2 separate regions of the Danio rerio genome follow, and region 1 is linked to region 2. Evidence: chromatin contacts called from public Hi-C data. All regions are on one chromosome and are shown on one strand. The core of a region is the stretch at or near the end of the contact, and the rest is flanking DNA. Distances in the headings are between cores, read along the strand shown.

Region 1 (2,700 bases), core at 73-2,572, 120 kb after region 2:
CTAACTGATCAAATGATAAAATATGTAAACTTGGTTTAAAAATATATAATTAAATAATAATAATTAAAAGGCTGGGTTCTAATTCGCAGAAGACTATAGTCATGACTATAGTCAAACATGATTTAGATAGTATGGTTTGGTGATTTAATTTTAGAGTAAGGATTAAAGAAAAAAAATAATAAAACATGCTCACTTGTATCTGGATGAAGAAAGAGGAGTTGGAGGAAACATTCCTGGCTCAAAGGAGTCAAAGTAAGTTAGAGTCCAGGAGAAACTGCAACACAAAACTCCAGCCATAGAAGACAGGACCAAAATACTCCAAAAACCTGTAAAAAAAATAAGCCATGTTTAAAAACATCCATTTAATATCGTATATAGCAAACTTTTAGGTTTATGCTGGACCAACCTAGGAGTCGCACTTCTGATCCATCTTCAGTGGTTATCTTCTCTGTTTTTAAATCTATAATCAAGAGAATTATTAATCAAATTGTGCATACAGTAACAAATATAACATTGCACTGGCTGGAAATTTAAAGGAGCAGTATACCCCCAAAAAGTCCTCACCATTAACTTTAATAAAAAAAAATTCTTTTGTTGATCAGAAAACAAGATATTCTGAAGAAAGTTGGAAAAAAAACAGCCACTGACATCCACACTAGGAACAAAAATAATATAGAAGTCAATACAGGTGTTTTTCACCCAACATTATTTGGTATATCGTCCTTTATTGTTCAACAGAAGAAAAAAAAACATGTGAAGGTAAACTAAATGTTTACAGAACTTTCATTTTTGGGTAACTGCCCCTTTAAGAGAATCATAGCATTAAACAGATATAGTTGTGTTTACCTTTTAAAATGATGTAAAGAAATGCGATCAACACTGCGATAAACGATACGAAGATTATGCTGCACAGCACAGAGCCGATACGAGCGGGCCACAGGTGTGTGTTCCTCCAGTACCTCTGCCGGACAGGTGGCCGCCCAGGCGTTGCCCCGCGGTTCTCGCTTCTCACGTTTGAACCTGCATTAGTGTCCTCCATCGCAGTTCTTCTTTCTGCTAACACAATCGTCTCCTCGTCGTCAGAATAAATGTCCAACGACGGGCCGTCTTTATCTCTAGCAGACCGCTGCATGCTCGCCAGCAGTTAACTTCTGAAGTTGAAATTGTTAGCTCGAGTCACATCCTGCGTCTTTAGCTTGCGCGTTTCCGTTTCCTAGACAACACGGAAAAACAGACTTGTTAGTAAATACGCTGGTTAGTTCATCTCACTTCTCGTATCAATTACACTCGACCTCTGCTGTGTATGTAAAACTGTTTTATAATGTCAAGCAATAATTATACTTGCTTTATACAGGGGTTTGTTAAACGTAATACTTGTTGATTTGAAAGCTGTCGAATGTTGGGGAGTTTCAAAACATCGCGGTTTGAGCTTCCGTGTTTGTGAAGCACCGCCTTCATTGTCGCCTTGCCCAATCATAATAGACAACCCATGCTATACGACCGTACGATTGGATGTGACGAACGTCACTAAACAAAAAACACACGCTGTTATTATCACATAGAACAAAGTGAAGCTATGGAACAACGAAAGTTCTTAGTAAAGAATCAATCAATTTGATAAGAATTGGCATAAAAAAAGTATTCTCTTTGTGACTTACTTGATCCACAAGGAAACTTCTACTTATATGGTGATTTTATGGTTAAATATAATTTACCTGTTATTCGTGAAGAAATTCATACTATGATTAAGGCCATACCAAGTGACCTTGCTCATTTAATGAGATGCCACTTGTCATTTAAAGCGATTGTTGAAAAAGAACCTAGTTGAGGACAAAGGCATTTACGACCTAAATTGTAGTAATAAAAATATAAGAAATTTCAGTCAAAGAAAAGAATCCTTCTGAGGGGGAAATTTCTTTGGAATTCTGTAATAGATAAAATTGATTGGAAAAAGGCTTAGCTCTTACTTTACAAATTTTGTGTTCCCAGCAAAGTTAAAGAATTACATAAAGTGTTACACAATATCTATCTATGGCATTCGCTGCATAAAAACATATGCTGGATAAGTGGGGGATTACTTCTGCTGTGGTGACCCCTGATTAATAAAGAAACTAAGCTGAAAAAGAAAATGAATGAATGAATGAATGAATGAATGACTCTTAAACGGCTTACTGTACCCTCAAGTTTATATCATTTTCTTTTTCTTTCTTTCTTTCTTTCTTTCTTTCTTTCTTTCTTTCTTTCTTTCTTTCTTTCTTTCTTTCTTTCTTTCTTTCTTTCTTTCTTTCTTTCTTTCTTTCTGTCTTTCTTTCTTTCTAAATTCGTAATTCATATTCTGTATTGTATACAAATATTGTTACTGTTTTTTGCAAATAAAAAATTATTTACCATTCTAAAGAGATGATAAATGAAAAATATACTTTTCAATTAAATCAGTGAAATACTACATTACATAAATAGACTATTGAAATTAGTATCTCATGTTTTTTAATGTATTTGCTACCTTGTTTGAAACAACCGTTACATGTAAAATACTATAGTTTTTTTGAACTATAGGCTACTGCAGTAAATTATTACTGTATATTAGAGTATGTACAGTACTTGGCTAATGAATGCTACAGCATTCTGTATTAACTATAGTGAACTAATAATAATAAGTATAGTAATACCCTTTAGTTTTTAGTGTATTGTAGTTTAATA
Region 2 (2,700 bases), core at 99-2,598:
TATCTTCTTTGGGCCACTTTAGGCTCATAGCTGCATTAGACAGAGCTTACTGTGCCAAATATTTTCCAAAGGTGGCCCACATATGATTTAAAATAACTGGGCCACATTTGCCATATTTTCTCCGGGCCACTTTAGGCTCACAGCCACATTAGCCAGAGCTTACTGTGCCGAATATTTGCCAAAAGTGGCCCCCATAAGTTTTAAAATAACTGGGCCACATTTGCCATATTTTCTCTGGGCCACTTTAGGCTCACAGCCACATTAGCCAGAGCTTACTGTGCCAAATATTTGCCAAAAGTGGCCCACATGTTTTAAAATAACTGGGCCACATTTGCCATATTTTCTCTGGGCCACTTTAGGCTCACAGCCACATTAGCCAGAGCTTACTGTGCCGAATATTTGCCAAAAGTGGCCCACATAAGTTTTAAAATAACTGGGCCACATTTGCCAAATTTTCTCTGGGCCACTTTAGGCTCACAGCCACATTAGCCAGAGCTTACTGTGCCGAATATTTGCCAAAAGTGGCCCACATATGTTTTAAAATAACTGGGCCACATTTGCCATATTTTCTCTGGGCCACTTTAGGCTCACAGCCGCATTAGCCACTGGTCCAAATATTTGGTAAAAGTGGCCCACATATGTTTTAAAATACCTGGGCCACATTTGCTATATTTTCATATTTTCTCTGGGCAAATTTAGGCTCACAGCTGCATTATCCAGAGTTTACTGTGCCAAATATTTGCCAAAAGTGGCCCATGTCTTAAGATAACTGGGCCACATTTGCACCTACACGTGTAAGCCATTTTAGGTTTACCTTTAAATGACTATGCCACATTTTTGCCAACTGTGGCCCACATGCCATAAGTACCAAATCTTTGCCTTAAATGGCCCATATATGAATTGGAATCTTTGGCCCCCTTTTGCCTCTGTACAGGTGGGCCACTTCAGGCTCATATTCATTTTGTCTGGGCCGAAAGAAGACCACCAGTGCCGCATAACTACCTAAGTAGCCCACATTTGTATGCTGCCTATCTGGGTATTGTACATCGTTCGATCCATTGTTCATTCCATCGTTTCAACTTAAAACCGTCCCCACTCTCCCCTGCTATTTGTGAAGAAGAGATGATTTTGGGAAACAAGTCTTTTTTGAGCATTTGTCCACTGCTAAAAGTAGGTCTGCACATTCACCGCGAAACAAGTGTTTCAAGGTGACGACGATACCGCTCATAATGACAGCAGCAGCAGGGCTGATGCAAATCTATTTTCCTTTAACAAACCGCTTAGAGGGGCGCGGGGATGCTCCTGCGCGCGCGCCCGGGGCTCTGGCGTTACCTAGCAACGGCTCCCATACTGTACTCCCGCTCCAAGTGCCTGCCTGGCTGCCTTCAACTCTGGCGCTGTTTCTATTTCTGTTGTAGCGTTGCAGTCGCCGTCTGCTAAAACATTCATAGCACAGTCCTCTTAGCATGTGCCTTCTGCGGTAATGTTTCAGTTTGAAGCACTACCCTACCCGACGCGCCGCAGAGTGATACTGACAAATGGCGCGTCAAATGATGGGTGACAGACCAGTTAATCATGGACTGCCGTCTCCGGGGACGCGCTGATTGAGTCTGATGTAATGGATGTTATTACGGCCAGTGACATGACAACTGCGACCTCGCACACGGACGTGTTTGCCACATAACTATTGTTGAAGCAGGTGCCGAAAAAATGCGATAAAGGCGGTTTCTCTCAACGTGTTTTTATTATTTAATTTTTTTTTGGGTGAGGGGAGCGAGCAGAACTGAAAGGGAGGGAGAGGATAGAGAGACTGGCAGAGGGAAATGGCAGTTGCATAAACTGTCACAGTGATGAGATCTTATCATTATGGCTCCAGATATGCCAGGGCTGCTGTTAGGCCATGACAAGGTTTAACGCCCCCATGATTCCACATGAACAGCTTCTCCAAGCGCAATCGTTTGTAAGTATCAAAGTGGTCCAGTGCACAATGGCGCATTGCACGTATCTGTGAGCGTTAAGGCCTCTTGACCCGCAGGCACCGAGGTAAACTGGTGAGCGAACACATTGCACAATGCCTCAGAAAATGGATCGCCCTTAACACCCACGCGGTTCTTTCACTCCAATAACCAAATGCTTTTTTAGCCGTTCAGCAGCCTCTTCGTGTCTGCTGTAGCCTTCGTGTGGGTTCGCGGCTTTGGGAGTTTGCTGACACAATATTTAGCTAGTGACCAAACTGTCCCCATATTATTTGACATTTGTTGCAGTGCCCTGCTGAACTCCACTACTCTATTTGTTAGGATGACAATCTTGTTTAAAGGAACACCACATTTTTTTTTGTGTGGAAAAAGGGCTCATTTTGGCCATTTTAGACAATCAGCACTTTTAGCTTATAAATCACTGAATTGGATCAGACCAGGCCATTAACATCTCTCTCTCATTCATTTATTCATTCATGTCGGCTTAGTCTCTTTATTAATCCAGGGTCGCCACAGCGGAATGAACCGCCAACTTATCCAGCAGGTTTTTACGCAGCGGATGCCCTTCCAGCCGCAACCCATCTCTGGGAAACATCCACACACACACACACACACACACACATTCATACACACGCTCATACACTATGGACAATTTAGCCTACCCAATTCACCTGTACCGCATGTCTTTGGACTGTGGGGGAAACCGGAGCAACCGGAGGAAACC

What was found. Hi-C and Micro-C count contacts between places; a contact is called where the count stands out from the background.
Region 1: a contact with region 2 is called in a Hi-C map of an unstated tissue, with 3 times the contacts expected there. The contact joins the promoter of arl6ip6 here to the enhancer-like site in region 2. A contact is called at or near these places in 3 of 18 Hi-C or Micro-C datasets (caudal fin, hematopoietic stem cells and an unstated tissue).

Annotation. Positions count from the first base shown.
Region 1 is chr6:14,344,130-14,346,829 of GRCz12tu, forward strand. arl6ip6 (ADP-ribosylation factor-like 6 interacting protein 6) reads right to left here and starts at 1,323. Exons shown (of 4, transcript NM_001089501.1): 1 at 847-1,323; 2 at 407-460; 3 at 194-326. The coding sequence starts at 1,132. It also overlaps a transcript of asic4b not described here.
Region 2 is chr6:14,228,028-14,230,727 of GRCz12tu, forward strand. It overlaps a transcript of asic4b not described here. Among named protein-coding and RNA genes, the nearest start is that of ino80db, 27 kb to the left of the region's middle. Within about 2 kb of position 1,349, at least 14 of the 62 cell types and tissues checked have an H3K27ac peak or open chromatin away from gene starts, as enhancers often do.